Linked DNA regions of Sus scrofa: region 2 is linked to region 1. The links are chromatin contacts, called in public HiChIP or PLAC-seq maps. All regions are on one chromosome and are shown on one strand. Each heading gives the region's core, a stretch centred on a gene start, on an enhancer-like site or on the middle of the called end of the contact. The rest is flanking DNA. Distances are from core to core; before and after follow the strand shown.

Region 1 (7,917 bases), core at 2,928-5,427:
GCCAGGGATGGAACCTGCACCATAGCAGTGACCTGAACCACAGCAGTGACAAGGCCAGATCCTTAACCCATTGAGCCGCCGGGGAACTCCAACCATTAAGATTTTTTTAAAGGGTACCGGGTACAGTGGATTTCTCTTTCATGATCTTTTGGTTCTGTCTTTCCCTTTAAACGGGCTCCTCTTTTCCCTGCTGGATAAGAGATTCGTTCTGCCTTTTCTTCAGAGCCAGCTGTCAGTGGAAGAAGCTTGGCATTGGGCAGCCTGGGGGCGAGCCCTGCTCTGCCTTCCTAGCACTGATCACAGCGGTTGGCGTGGTCCCTCTGATGCAAAGCTCTGCTTTGCTGCTGGTGAAATGGGGACGGTCGTACAGCTGATGTCTGTTGAGCTCTCTGTCCCAGTCTCTTCGTGTGCTTTGTCTCCCGTGCAGTCCTCATACCAGCTTTATTATATAGCAGAGGAAACCGAAGCACAGAGAGGCTAATGAACCCACGCAAGGCCACACAGCGCCTGGGAACGGGAGTCAGGGGTTGAGTTGCAGCTCTTCACCTCCGCCTGAGGCTTGCAGGCCATCTTCCTGGGACCTGCCAGAGGGTGGACGGAGATGACAGCTGTTCAGATGCTCCTGTGCCTCTGACACCAAGGCCGCCTTCCACAGGTGCCCCTTCCCCTTCTGATGGAGTAAAGGACACACGTCTCCCCTGGGCTCTGCCTGGTGTGTCCTCGGAGAAGGGACCTTGGGGCCCAGGTTGGCAGGTGACGCCTTCCCTAAAGGAGGCCACAGACCGAGTTTTGCCTTGAGCGTTCTCGTTCGTTGAAGCCGGCCTTTTGTGGATGTGCAGGGACTCTTCTAGAGGGGAAACCAGCAACTGAGGGAGGGGCTTAAGGAAGCTGAATGCAGGGAGGCCCAGGTTCACGCCGAAGCAGGTTCCCAAGGACTATAGACTCCGCGACAAAAGGCAGAAAGTCTGGGAACCACGGGCGATGGGCGGTGATGGAGGCCAGACCCTGCCCACTCTCCCGAGGCTGGGATGGGCTTTGTTCCTCTTGCTCTTTCTCACCAAGAGGGTGGATTACGGAGTTCTCTACCCTCCCCTGGGAGAATCACAAGGTACATGAACGCAGTCAAGGCTCTGAGAAGGCCTGCAGACAAAGACCAGCCATGTCTCTGGAACTCGGGGAAATAGTGATGGGGGCCAGATCGATAGGTATCTTGGTCATATACCTACTGCTGTTTGCCAGTTTTTCTAGGTTCTGTTGGGCTTCAAAAAATGAATCTAGGAGTTCCCTTTGTGGCTCTGTGGGTTAAGAATCTGACATAGTGTCTGTGAGGATTTGGGTTCGATCCCTGGCCTCGCTCAGTAGGTTAAGGATCTGGCGTTGCCACAAGCTTCAGTGTAGGTCACAGAGGCGTCTCAGATCCTGTGTGCCTGTGGTGTAGCCTGTGGCTGTGGTGTAGACTGTCAGCTACAGCTCCAATTCAACCCCTAGCCTGGGAACTTCCATATGCCGCAGATGCAGCCCTAAAATTTTTTTTTTAATTAAAAAAAATTCTCATCTAAAAGCTGTGCTGAATGTGTTTCCTTTGTCCAAAAAGTAGCACTGCTGATGCTGGAGGGAGGTGTGTTCAGTTTTCTGTTAGGAAAAGGATCCCCAGGTTCCAAAAGCTGGGAACCGAATTGAGAGGCCCCCTCCATCGTGGCTCTGTGGCTGCCTCCCCCCACCCCCGGAGCCTGGTATCAGAGGCCGTTGCACCCGAGGTCTCGTCTTTTCTGGAATAGCTCCCATCACTGGTGTTTTGTCCCCTCCTTCCTGGCTGATGTCTGCTGCCACCGAGGACACAGGAGTTCTGTTTGGGCTCAAGTCAGCGACTGTGTGTTTGTTCTGGCTGCTCACTTAGGGGCAAGGCAGGATCCATCCCAGCTCCGTGTCTTACTTGCTGTGGGACCCCAACTCTACGGTCCCCACCTGGTGATGACCGAGATGGCTCACTCTCTGCTCTGAGGGCCTTGTGCCGTCCCCACCTGCCCAGAGCAGGACCCGGGAGGGCAGCTGCTGCCTCTTCTGTATCGACTGCCCACAGCCCCTTTGTCCACTCTCCCTCCTCCCTCCAGGTCCCTGCCTGCAGGGTCTACACTGAAAGAACCTTCTAGGATGTGTCTCTGCTTTCCCCACGTCTGTGCCTTTGGGGAGGGGACTTTGTAGCTGGATAGACTGGTGCCAGTAGGAAGGCCACCATTTATTTATTTCCCCAATCAGAGATGCAGCTGCCGCCCTGCAACACGGTGTCCGAGCCACATTTGCAACCCATGCCATGGCAACGCCGGATCCTTAACCCACTGAGGGAGGCCAGGGAGCGAACCCGTGTCCTGATGGATCCTAGTTGGGTTTGTTACCATGGAGCCACGTCAAGAACTCTGAATGCCAGCGTCTAGCTGCCTCCTTGGCCAAGTCCTCTGAGCGCCAGGCCTCTGTTCCTTGGTAGCGGCCCTGCCCCCGCTGTGTCCCCGAGAGCCTGCGTGAGCTCATGTCTAAGGGTGTGGGCTGGGCAGGCTTCCTTCCTCTGTGGTGCAGCCCATAGCAGCATCCCCACCCTACAGGCCTTTCTGGGCGGGGGGGATTTCAAGCTGGGCGTGGAACGGTGCAAGAGAAGGGAACTCAAGAATGAGAGTTGATAGCTGGCCGAATGGGGACCGCAGAAACACCCACTCTTCCCGGCTTCTTAGCCAGCCTCCTGCTGCCGGCCACCGCAGGGCCTGAGGACATGCCTCCGCCACCCACTGGGAGTGTGGGGATGGAGATTGGCATCCTTTCCGTCCACCCTGTAGGCCAGGCTCCTCTAAGACGCAGCTCCAAGGTTGCCTCCTCCAGGAAGCCTGCCTGGACTGCCACTCATTCCAGGGCTCCCAGCATCCACACGTACTTCCATCATTTTCCCCCTGGGCACTGGGGCCCCTCAGGGCAGGGCCTGTGTCTGAGTGCTTGCGCGGCCCGCCTGGCGCCAGGCCTGACAGTAGAGGAGGCCCACTAAGTGGTTGTTGGATGAGAGAGTGAGCAGGTGCAAACGGGGCCACATCCCAGCGTGGTCACGCTGCAAGATGTGTGTAAAAAACCAAACCTCAGGAGTTCCCGTGGTGGCTGAGTAGAAATGAATCCAACTAGTATCCATGAGGTTGCAGATTTGATCCCTGGCCCTGCTCAGTGGGTTAAGGATCCAGCATTGCTGTGAGCTATGGTGTAGACCTGCAGCTGTAGCTCCAATTCAGTCCCTGGCCCAGGAACTTCCATATGCTGCAGGCACAGCCCTAAAAAGCAAAAAAAAAAAAAAAAAAACCAAACAAAAAAACCCAGTCTCTTTATTTTATTTTATTTTGGCTGTACCCGAGGCATGTGGAAATTCCTGGGCCAGGGATCGAACCCTTGCCACAGCAGCGATCTGAGCCACAGCACTGACAATGCCAGGTCTTTAACCTGCTGAGCCACCAGGGAACTCCCAGACTTCTTTTCTTAAGTGAAGGGAATTTACATTTAAAAGTGAATGAATACGGCCACACCTACTCTCCCCAGCCCCTGCCCCTCTAACCTCTTGGACTCCAGGGACAAATAAAGGGAACTAAGAGATGAAGTGTGTCCCTCTCATTGTTTTCTTCAAACAGAAGTTTCTGGGCAGCTGGGGAAGTGAGACATGCCTTTAAACTTGGGGTCCGCTTGACCAGAAACATGCTTTGCTTGTCAGAGATACCGAAGTGGCCGGAAAGGGAAGGAACATCCCTCCCAAAGGGAGGAAGCAGGTGGAAGCAGCAGGCTGTGGGTCCAGGACTCACCTCCTTCCCCTCTAGCTGTGCTGGTGACTGGCCCGCACACAGTAGGTCCTCAAAACCTTGGCATTGTACTTGCTGAGCGTCTGCTGAAGGCCTCTCCTGCTGGGCCCTGTGCTTAGCATTTCACATGTTCTCTCACGAGTCCGCAACCCCGAGGGAGAGGGGGGAGGATAGGATACTTATTTGACTCGGAATTCAGAGAACATCAATTGAGGCCCTACTATGTGCCGGACCTTGAGCTGGGCTTTGAGGATGCAAAGAACTCTGTACTTGGGCTGTCTGTTCAAGAGGGGGACAATTTATCACAACAAACGAATAACCGTGTGATGACTTCAGGGCGAGAATGAAGCGGGATGTGGTGCCAGTCAGCCAGGGGACTTTGGGGTGGACGCATGAGAAGAGGCTGGCCGGTCATCTACATGGGACGGGGCTAAAGTCAGAAGGACCAAAGGAAGCCTGCCCACGTCCGAACAAGCCCTGAGGTTTTGAGCACCATGGTCCTTCTGCTGGCCTGGGGGGGCAAGGCGCACAGAGGAAGGTCCCTTAGCGCTGTGACCCTGGGCTCAGGTCAGGGCAGCCTCAGGGCAGCAGCTGTCCAGGCCGCTCAGAAGGTGGCTCACACTTGGCTGGTCTGGCCGTCCCTGCCTGGCCCGCAGCTGTCACCAGTGTCCAGAGCTCTCACTCTGCTGGAGACAGTGGCTTCTTCAGGGAGGGAGGGTGCCCGGTTGCCAGGGCAACCAGAGGCAGGAGGCCAGGGCCTCGGGGGAGCGGCCGATCTGCCCACAGCCCCAGGGAGTGAGGACCAGGGTGGAACAGCGAGGCCCCCTTGGCCCTGGGATGGAGCAGCGTCACTCACCACCTGGTGCCCATGCCTCCCAGCCGCAGCCCCGGCTGGACTGGCGAGGGTGTGTGGGCGATCCGGGCCTGCGAGTGGGGGGCACGCAGCAGGTATCGAAGGTGGAGGGACACGGCTGCAGCGCCCTCGGGCCCCCACCTCATGTCCACCCTGGGCCAGAAAGTGGAGGGACAGACGCATCCAGGCTGCCCCCTGTGCCAAGGAGACCCACCCTGGGGGCTGGAGGTGGGGGCTGGGTGGCAGCAGGCAGGAAGGAGCCCTTTCCCTGAAGGGTGTGGAGGCAGGGCACAAGCCAGGGGATGCTTAGGGCAGCAAAACACGGGATGGGGTTTCAGCCACATGACCACGATCCTGTGAGGCAGGGAGCACACGGCCGTGGCCCCGCGGAATTCTGACCTGAGCGAAGGTGGGGGCAAGGTGCTGGGCGGGCTGTGGATACGGCACGGCTGTGCCATCGTGGGCACCCTCACCCGTCCGGCCTCTGGGGCTCCTCAGGAGGATCCAGCGGGGTGTCACTACCTCCATGCGCCGCACATTTTGCACCCGATGATTCTCCAGCAGGTGTGTGTGTGTGTGTGTGTCCCGGGCACGGCAGGTCAGGCATCCCCAGCCTCTGCACACTAGATGCCAGTAGCACCTCCTGCATCCAGGGGTGGCAGCCTGGAGTATCCCCAGATGCTGCTGCACATCCCTGGCTGCGAACCACGGAGCTGGAAGGAGGTGGCCTCCACACTCAGTGTCCTTAGGACCGCCCCCGCCCCCCACTGACCCCCTCCTCACCGCCCACCACCCGAGTAGGAGATCACGGAAAAGAAGGACCCTAGGCAACCGCTGACCTTTCCCCTGGGGCCCTGGGTACAGGGGTGCCCAGGACACACACACACGCACCCCTGTGACCCTGAGGGGGCCCTCCGCTGCTCTTAAAAAAGTAGACTTTATTGTTTTAGAGCAGTTTTAGGTTCACAGCAATATTGAGCAGAGGGTACAGGGATTTCCCTTATAGACCCCCCCCCCAGCCTCCCCCATTACCCATACCCCTCACCAGGTGGTACAGTGGTTACAAAAGGTGGCCCTCCACGGACGCATCATTGTCACCCAAATTTCGTAATCGCCTTTAGTGCTGGACTTTCTATGGATTTGAGCAAAAGTACAATGACTTGCAGCTGCCATTGCTCTGTCACCCAGGGGAATTTCGCTCCCCTAAACACTCTCTGTCCCCCCTCTTCATCCCTCCCTCCCCCAGCCCCCGGCGACCACCGGCCTTTCTACTGTCTGCATGATTTTGCCTTTTCCAGGATGTCCCAGAGTTGGAACTGTATAGTCTGTGGCCTGTTCAGATTGACTTCTTGCACTGTGACCCACCTGTGTCCCTTTAATATGGACCTTTGAGATGCCACGGGGCCCACCTGCATCACCCATCATTTCCCCATCACAAGATCCTTTGGCTCTGTGAGGTCCCAGCCTCCAGGGATGGAGCTGTGGGCGTCTTTGAGGGAAGAGGGGCATCGTTCAGCCTGTCACAGAGGCCCGCAGAGAGGCGAAAAGGAGCTCCTAGAGTTCCAGGCTAGGATCGGAAACATCCATGTATGCAGCCGTCCATTCCTTCATTCATGCACTCGCCATGAACTCGCCCCGTGCCCCTGAGGGCTTCCTCTGGGCTGCACCCTGCCCAGGGAGCTGGGGAGGAAGCCTTTCATGTGCCTTCACGGTGCTGTGGGCACACATCCAGTTACACAGATGCACCTGTGCGTCGAACGTGACAACACCGGAAAGGAGTGGGACAGAACAGGGGGCGGTGGGGACCCTGGCTTGGTCCGGGCTGGCAGGGGATCTCCACGTGCCTTTGGCTCCCCCTGCTCCCTTGAGGCTCTTCCTCTAAAGGGGACCCCAGTGGGTCCTGAAGCTCCTCCTCCCTTGTTGCCTTGAGTGTTGCATCCATTCCTGGTGGAGCCGCCGGCAGTGGGGGTGGTGGCTTCAAGCCCCCTGCCCCCGCACCCTGTGCCGCCGAGTCCCGCCTGCCTTTGGAAGGTGCACGCGTTGCCCAGCAGCCAACTCTCTTGCTCCGAAGAAACCTTTGCAGGCGGTGCCTCACTCATGCCCGCCGGTGGAGACCGGCCGCTAGAGGGCGCCGTGCTCCGGCGTTTTCCACCTGCTCGTCTCCCGCTCCCTCCCAGTGGAGCGTTCCTGCGGCAGGTGCACAGAGAATCCGTTCTTTTTCATAAAATGACTGGATGATTTAATCTTCATATTTTCTCAGCAGAGCACGCTTTGGGCTTCCCTGGATACAATGAGACATTACTGATCTGACTAATTAATACGAGTTTCGCGGAACAGGGACCAGTGGTACTTGCTTTGCCAGGCTCGTTTTTCCCACTGCCTTTTCCGTCTTCTCTTACGAAGCACATTTCTTTCTGTGTGTTATCCTCACACAGAGGCTGGTCCTGGGAGGTTTCGTTACATCTCCAAGTCGAGGGGACCCATCTCACAGCTCGGCTCCAAGGGGCTGCGACTGTGGCCGACAAACACAGATGGCAGTGTGACTTTTTTAAGAAAAAAATTGACGCATAGTCGATTTACAATATTGTGTTAGCTTCAGACCATTTACAGCTACGTGGATGGACCTGGAAATGATTATACGAAGTGGAGGAAGTCTGAGAAAGACAACTATCACATGACGTCGCTTACATGTGGAATCTAAAAATAATACAAGCGAGCTTATTTACAAAACAGAAATAGACTCGCAGATATAAACAACAGGTTTATGGTTATCAAAGAGGAAGGTGGGAGGGATAAAGTAGGCGATTGGGACTACCAGATATTATTCTGTAGAAAACAGAGTGGCTTTTCTGATGCTTTTTTTGATGGACAAGGAATAGATTTATTAAGATAGGACACTTGTGAGAGATGCACGTGGGTAGGCAAAGAGGCTCTCTGATAATTTGGAGTTTCTCCGAGGTTTCACCCTCTGCTGCTTCTAGAATCTTTTTCCTTTATCATTAACTAATGACGGATTGTCATGAGCTGTGATTGAAGTCACTTTATCTGCTCAGAATCAGCACGATTGATGGGTAGGAATGTGGCAGCGGTGAGGTCCCCAAATTGAGGGATCGGAGCACCCACATCGAAGCATTTGTCATCAGGTTAGGATGGACGTGGCTGGGATGCTGTGACCGCCAGGGACTTGAGCTAAGGGAGCTGAGAGAACTGGCAAAACAGGATGGCCCATTTGTGGGTTGGGGGAGG
Region 2 (7,917 bases), core at 1,763-4,262, 40 kb before region 1:
TTTATACAAATGACGTCTACAACGTTCCAGAACGCTACGGTCATGTGAGGCCCGGGTCAGGGTCAGTTCCTCTTACAACTGAGAATCACTCGACTGGAGCGAGTAACCCTTCCTAAAATAGGTGGACATTCCTTTGGACTTGAGCCTCTTGTTCTTTCACAGTGTAATGGCATTTTTTCTTTTAAAGTAGCACCTTTCAGATGTTCCCGTTGTGGCCCAGTGGAAAGCAATCCGATTAGTATCCGTGAGGATGCAGGTTTGATCCCTGCCCTTGCTCGAGTGGGTCGGGGATCCAGCGTTGCGGTGAGCTGTGGTGTAGGTCTCAGATGCAGCTTGGATCCCTCATTGCTGTGGCTGTGGTGTAGGCCATCAGCTATTTCTCCCATTTGACCCCTAGCCTGGGAACTTCCGTATGCCGCAGGTGTAGCCCAAAAAGCAAAAAAAAAAAAAAAAAAAAAAAAAAAAGTAGGCACCTTTTAAAGTAGGATTTTTTAGGCGTTCCCTGATGGCTTAGCAGCTAAGGGTCTGGCTTTGTGGTGTGGGTTTTTTTGTATCTGTCTTTTTTTTTTTTTTTTTTAGGGCTGCACCTAGGGATCAAACCCACGTCCTCATTGATGCTAGACAGGTTCATTATCTCTGAGTCAAAACAGGAACGCCTGGGGCGTGGGGTTGATCCCTGGCCTGGGAACTTCTGCATGCTGCAGCTGTGGCCAAAACAAAAAAAGTGTTTTTTTTTTTTGGCCCCCTGCTGCATATGGAGTTCCCAGGCCAGGGACCAGATCTGAGATGCAGTTCTGATCTTTGCTGAATCTTTAACCCAGTGTGCCAGGCCGGGGATCCAACCTGTGTCCCAGTGTTCCAGACACATTGCTGATCCCATTACGCCAGAGCAGCAATGTCTTAAAGTAAGATTTGACCTCCCATGAGCAGCAAGCGAGTGAAATTGGTGAATTCTGTGTGTCTGCTCGGAAGCCAGACCTACTGATGAAACTTCCGAACAATCAGTTATTTAACTGGGTACTCCCTGCACCCGAGACTGTGCTCAGGACCGTGGTTCTTTTCTGCTCTTCATCCAAGGTTTCTTTTCCGAGGCTTCTCTCGTGGTCACATGCTCTCCTCCTGGGATCTGTGGCTGTGCCCAGGGGCGTGGGAGGGTGAGGGTGGCTGTGGGCCTCCAGAACCAGGATGCGGCATTCGTGTGTTTCTCTAGAATCTGTACCACGCAGCAGATTCTCAAAGGGGCCAGAGATCCCCTGCCCTGGATGACAGTAGCCCTCAGCGTTCAGAGTAGTCTAGCCCTGACTGTGTCAGGGTCCCATCAAGATCCAGCAACCGTGCTGTATAGCACTGGGAACTGTATCTAGTCACTTAATGCTGGAGCATGATAATGTGAAGAAAAAAAAAATATATATATATACATATATAAAACTGGGTCACCTTGCTGTACAGTAGAAAATTGACAGAACACTGTAAACCAGCTATGATGGAAAAAATAAAAATTACTAAAAAAAAAAAAAAAAAGATCGGAGTTCCCGTTGTGGCTTAGTGGAAACGAACCCTACCTACTAGGATCCATGTGGATGCAGGTTCAATCCCTGGCCTGCTCCGTGGGTTGAGGATCTGGCGTTGCCAGGAGCTGTGGTGTAGGTCGCAGACGTGGCTCAGGGCTCCTTGTGCGGGCTCGCCCCCATTCACTCACACCAGGCAGCCTGCATCCTCGTCTGCCACCTCACCTCAACCCTCCCCGGGGCCAAGGTCTTTGCTCAAGGCCTCCCTTTCTGTCCTGCCTGCTGAGACTTCTCTCCCGCGAGAGAATACGAATGTCCCTGCATCTCCCAACCCTCTCTTCCTCCTGCTCCCCTGCCTCCCCGCTGGATTCCTAACTGCATCCCACGTCACTGCGGGGCTGTGTCCTCCTGGATCACGAGCTCCTGGAGGGCAAGGCTCTGTCCCCCGGGGTCAGTGCACCCACTGCGGGAGGGCAGGGCCTGGCTCCTGCTGGGCCAACACAAATGTTTGCTGTTGGGGGAGTTACAGAGGGCTGTGGGCTCGGAGCCAGCCCGGAGGGCGAGGGAAAAACCAACCTTAACCACACACACAGACCTAGACTCCCCTGCTCCTCCCCGGGTGGACGGCCTCAGATAGTGGTATCTGCTGGGGAAGGACCCCACCCACTGTCCTGGGGAAATGGCCTTAACTCTTTCCACTCCATCAAGTCTGGAGCTCCGTCCACCTGTGAGTGTCTCCAGAAACCTGTTCACGTCCCTCCTAAATCACTGGGGCCTGGGAACCGGAACCGGTCTCTCTGGGCCCCCTTCCCCACCCGCTGTCACACATCGTCCAGAGTCAACCTTGTAGAACCCAAGTCCACCAGGTCACCTCCATCTCAAACCCCTTCCGCGGCTTCCAGCGCTGCCAGGACCTGCCTTGGTCCTCTTCTCTCTCCGGTCCCTGGAGCCCCACGCTGTGCCCTCTGGTCCTGCTCTTCCCTCGGCCTGATTCCAGGCCAACATGTTTCCTGGCTCTTCAGGTCTCTTCGGGAAAATTCCTGTCCTCCCCTAGCACAGAACAGGGTGTTCGCGAGGGTTCCTATGTGCCAGCAATGTCCACCGAACGCAAAGCCTCTTCAGAGCCGGGATTGTGCCTCTAGCCCCAAGCCCGGTTGTGGGTAAAAGTTCAGCAAGTGACATGACTTATTTGTGGGTTATGTGATCCACTTCGGGTGCGCAAAGGTGCTGGCCCCGACTGCCCCCCGGTTCCCTGGAGCCCAGGTACCGGCACCAGAGCCGGCCCAGCCCAGGGCTCAGAGGTGCAGAACAGGAGGAGAAGGCGGAGGAAGCCTTAGGTCTGTCCCAACGGCGGCACTTAAGCGCGGAAGCACCACTTCACTTTGAGAATGAGTGTGACGCGCAGCGTGGGAACGGCCGAGGGCTCGCGGGCAGCCGGCGGGCTGGAAGTGGTGACCGCAGCGCCCGAGAGGGCGCCGAGACCTCGGGCGGCGGGCGCCGCAGGGCCGGGGGCGGGCGGGGGCGGGGGCCGGCGCCGGGGCCGCGCCCTCCGGGCCACTCCCCAGGCCGAGCAGGCGGCGGCGGCGGCCAAGGCGGCGACCAGGGCTGCTCTCACACGCGCTGCGCCCGCGCCCGGCCCCGGGGTCCCCGCGCACCCCATGTCCTCCGCACCGCTGCGCTCGCCCGCCTCGCGGCCGCACAGGATGAAGAAGGACGAGTCGTTCCTGGGCAAGCTGGGCGGCACGCTGGCGAGGAAGAAGAAGGCCAAGGAGGGTGAGTCCGCCGGCCGCCGGCCGCCCGCCGCGCACGCGCCGCGCCCCGCCCCGCGGGCTCCGGGCGGGCGGCTGCTCGGCCCCGCGCGCTCGCGCTTGCGCGCACGCCGCCCCGAGTCCCACCGGGACCGGATCGAGGGGCAGGCGGGCCACGCGGTCCGAGCCTTGCCGGGACCCGGTTGAGTAGCAGCCGGGACCACGCGGTCCGAGCCCTGCCGGGACCCGGTTGAGTAGCAGCCGGACCACGCGGCCTGAGCCCTGCCGGGACCCGGTCGAGTAGCAGCCGGAACCATGCGGCCCCGAGTCTCGCTCGGGTGGCCGCCGGGGCCACGCGCCCGCTCCCCTTCGGGCTCCGCGCGCGCGGCATCCTTACCCCGCCGGGCCCGCGCAGCGCGCAGCCGTGACCTTGGCGACAGCCCTTGAGCCTCGCGCCTTCCTCCTCCCGAGACCTTTAAACGCCGGCGGGAACCGGGAGCTCAGGCTCTCCCCCCGCCCTGTCCTCCGCCGGCGGCTCGTCGAGCCTCTTTGGGCCCCGGCGTCATCTCGGGGCGCAGCGCCAGCTCCTGCTGAGGGCAGGACGTTGAGCAGATGTGGGGCGAGCTCCCGGGGCGCCGAGGCCAGCCCCGGGCCCGCCGCGGCCCGAGGGGCCATGTACAAAGCCCCGCTGCCGGGCAGCACCGCCGCGGGCCCGCTGGTTCAGCCCTGCCTGAGGGCACTCGCTCCTCAATGGGCACGCGCTGCCGGGCGGGCAGAGGCCGGGCCCCGCCAGTGTCCGTGATGCGGGGTGCTGTCCGGCTGCGGCCCCCGCGGCGGAGAGGGGAGGGAGGAACTCGTGCGGAGCGGGCAGGCCGGAGCTGCGAGGCCCGTGGGCACCGACTGGGGCACGGACCACAGAGGCCCCTCCATGTCTGACCCCAGGTGCCTGCGAGAATACTGCTAAAAATCTGCCTGCCTTCTCTTACATTTTAAAAGTTTTTTTAGACGTGTGAGGACTCTCGTTTGGGATCTTGAAATACCGCTGTTCTCTGGGCCCCTCCCGGGGCCGCGTTCCGGAATTTTCCCTTTGTTCTGGCCCGGAGGTTCGTCCTCTGGGCCAGATGCCCTGCGGGTGAGGGTGCGTGGTGTGCTGGGGCAGCTCTGAAAAGGCTGGTGCGAGCTGGCCTCGGGCAGGACATGGGGAAGGTGTGTCAGCGGTCACGGGTGTGCAGAGTTCCTCATAGCCCAGCTTGACCTGTGCTCTAGAAGGTCCCCTTGGACCTCCAGGATGAGCCCCCTCCACCGTGTGACCTAAGGACATGCTTGCAGGGACACATAGACACACGTCCCTGAACTCATTTCTCCCTTGGAGATATGTATTCTGTGCTCCCATGCATTTCCCACCCAGGGGTGTGTGTGTGTGCGCGTGTGTGCACGCGCGCGCGTGTGTGTTGGGGAGGAGGAAGGGGGAAGGTGAGGGGAGTGTGTGCCCTTGCATTTCCCATCGGGAGCACTTTTATCCAATTAGATGATTGGGTTCCCAGAGGGCAGGGCCTTTGAAAAAATGTGGCCCGGCATATCAGTAAACAAAGGATGTTGCAGCCTTCTAGCCTCCACTGCCACCCCTCCCGGTGAGCCCTGAGGGGACTCAGGATGTGAAAGCACAGGACTCTGGTCCCTGAGAGCTGAGGTGCACATCAAAGGACTGATTTCAGTGAGTCCTTTGCATCTTCCTGTACTTAGAAAAGCCCTGAATTCCTTAACTTGAGATGTCTGGTTTTCTTTCATTAACAGTAATCTTTTGGCTTTCCCGTCGGGGCTCAGTGGTTAACGAATCCGACTAGGAAACATGAGGTTGTGGGTTCCATCCAGATTACAAACCAGTAATCTTTGCCTTTTTTTTTTTTTTTTTTTTTTAGGGCCACACCCGCAGCATATGGAGTTTCCCAGGCTAGGGGTCTAATTGGAGCTACAGCTGCCAGCCTACACCACAGCCACATCAACGCCAGAGCGGAGCCACGTCTGTGACCTACACCACAGCTCACGGCATCGCCGGATTCTTAACCCCTTGAGCGAGGCCAGGGATCGAACCCACAACCTCATGGTTCCTAGTTGGATTTGTTTCTGCTGCGCCACGACGGGGAACGCCTCATTAGCAGTAGTCTTTCAATGTTCCGACTACCTGGTCTGTGTTGCAAAAAACGCCTATGGAGCCTGGCCCCTCCCCTGGCTCTTCTGAGCTCCCCTTAGAGTTACCCCAGGGGCTGCAACCTGGGCTCCAGTCCTTAGTTTTGTCTGCCAGGTAAAACGTCATTCTTCACTCTAAGGTTGTGCGGTTTTTTGTGGTTGACAAGTGGGTCCAAGCACACTGGCGACTCCTCTCTGAGGCCTGGCATTTGGGATCCAAACTGGCTTATTTATCTCCATCAAGTCGCACCTCCTGAAAGCGGCGATAAATGGCCTTCGCATGTCCCTTGATCATTCCGCCTGCCTTGGTTGCCGTCCTGTCACCTTCACCCAAATCAGTGTCCTTCCCTTCCTAGTTCATGCGTTGCCTGCTGTGAGCCCCTAGGAAGTAAAGGTGAACAAAGCTCTTGCTTTCCTGGACCGAGGGGTCAGGGGGCGTAGCTAAATAAACAGACCACCGTCGCGTAACAATATGTGCTGCGGTCAGATGGATGCCCACGCAAGGCCTCAGGCAGATGATGTTTGGGTTGAGACCCAAAGGAGCCAAGAAGGAAAGCCATTCCTCCCAGAGCAGCAGGTCAGCAGAATGTTCTGGACAGTGACAGCTTTTTATAGGTGACATTTACACTCTTGGAATACGAAGAAGCACAGGCCTGAGTCATGGACAGGCCCCAAGTTCCCAAGCCAAGGCCTTGTCCTTGCCTTTGTGAACTGGCCGGCACCTAGAAAATGGAGAACCAATCTGGCTTAATTTAACTCTGCCAAGAATTGCAATAGTTCAGACGTGCTGTGCTGAATAAAAGAGGCCTGAAAACAGCGGAAGGAGAGAGGTGCTTCTGTGGCGAAGCTGGCGTTGCTTTAGTGTGAGTTAGCTGGGTCCCTTGCCTCGGGTCTCAAGGTTGGGGTATCTGGTACCCTCAGGGGTTCCCCATGCAAACAGGAATTGGGCTCAGATGCAGGAATTGGGGGAGGACTGGCCTGGGAAGGGCTCAGTGGCTTCTGTCTGGTCTGGCGGGAAGTGGGGAAGGAGTCAGAAGCAGGAGACTGGAGTTCCCGCTGTGACGCAGTGGAAACAAATCTGACTAGTGTCCGTGAGGACGCAGGTTCACTGGGTCCCTGGCCTCGCTTAGTGGGTCAGGGATCCGGTGTTGCCGTGAGCTGTGGTGTAGGTCGCAGATGTGGCTTGGATCCTGTGATCTCGTGTTGCTGTGGCTGTGGGGTAGGCTGGCTGCAGCTCTGATTCTACCCTTAGCCTGGGACCTTCCATATGCCACGGGTTCAAGCCCTGGAAAGCAACCCCCCCAAAACAAACCCAAAAAACCCCCCAAAACCCAGAAGCGAGGTACGAAGCCTGGAGAATGAGGTTCTGAATGATTGAGGGTTGCCAGTCTTCCTGCGGGCCTGTTTCCTTGGCAACCTGCCCTCCCTGCTGCTCAGGTGCATCCCCAGCTGGAGCAGGTCCTGGCCCAGACCCAGGGCCCCGGTGGGAAGGCGCTCATTTGCCTGCCGGGGACCGATCAGGAAGACGGCGCTTCGAGGTGTCCTGGGCGCTGCCAGCTGTGCCATGGGCGGGTTTCATTTCCTTGTTGTTAGAGAGTTGATGGTGAATTCAGGAGTGTGGGTGGAGGTGCGGCCTCTGTAAGGGAGGTGGCGGGGGGAGGGGGAGGATGCTGGGCCGAGGACGGCACTGCCGAGAAGCCAGAGATCCCGGGTGCCCCGAGCATTCGGCCCTGCCCGCCCAGGTTGGCAGAGCTCGAGGCTGTGACCAAGTGCGGAGGGACAGGTGGGGGGATGTCCTGCCGTCTTCCAGAGAAGGTCATATCAGGAAATGCGTTCTGGGCCTCGGAGGGGCTGCTGGGGAAGTGCCGGTGGATGAATTCACAGCGTGGTGAAGGCTGATGTGCCATGGAAGGACCCGAGTCGCGTCATGTGGTGGCTGGTTTAGAAAACGGAAGTGGGACGAGCTGTGGGCATCAGGAGTGGAGAGGAACACTTGAAAGCCCCAGAGCTCCCGAAGGAGCCACTCACTAAAGCTCATCGGTTACTGGGGCTGGACAGAGCAGGCGCAGAGGAAGACTCCCCACGAGGGCCCCCTGGTGACCATGGGTGACAGCCTGCAGGTCCAGCCGGCGGGGGGGGGGGCAGGGGAGGGAGGGAGGGAGGCACCCCAGGGTCACCCCAGCTACTGCGTAAAGTCCTTAGTGGCGGGTGGCCAGTTCTGGGTTGGGGGACCCTGGACGGAAGGGGTGGAATGGATTTGATTTCCACTCCACCCATTTGCCGCAAGAGGGACCCCCCCTTGACCTTTGCCCTCTGCCCAGACACCAGTGACAGGTGCCAGGCTGCACAGCACTGAACCCACCACAGCCAAGCCTGGAGGTTCTGTCCCTCCCACTTTTCCGAGGAAAGCGAGCCTTGAGGAATTCCTGTTTCGTGATTGCTGTTTCTCTTCTTTCCCTCCCTCCCTCCTTCCC

The links. HiChIP or PLAC-seq counts read pairs in DNA pulled down with a chosen protein or histone mark.
Region 2: a contact with region 1 is called in an H3K27ac HiChIP or PLAC-seq map of skeletal muscle. The contact joins the promoter of PARVB here to the enhancer-like site in region 1. A contact is called at or near these places in 8 of 47 Hi-C or Micro-C datasets (blood, fetal liver, heart right ventricle and 3 more) and 2 of 2 datasets of contacts at active chromatin or transcription factors (alveolar macrophages and skeletal muscle).

The regions. Positions count from the first base shown.
Region 1 is chr5:4,972,196-4,980,112 of Sscrofa11.1, reverse strand. All of the region lies in intron 1 of PARVB (beta-parvin), which reads left to right. Among named protein-coding and RNA genes, the nearest start is that of PARVB, 39 kb to the left of the region's middle. Within about 2 kb of position 4,177, at least 4 of the 83 cell types and tissues checked have an H3K27ac peak or open chromatin away from gene starts, as enhancers often do. A contact at or near this core is called in omental adipose tissue, retroperitoneal adipose tissue and skeletal muscle, where this site is marked.
Region 2 is chr5:5,010,589-5,018,505 of Sscrofa11.1, reverse strand. It overlaps PARVB (beta-parvin), which reads left to right and starts at 3,012. Exons shown (of 14, transcript XM_021091402.1): 1 at 3,012-3,281. The coding sequence starts at 3,167.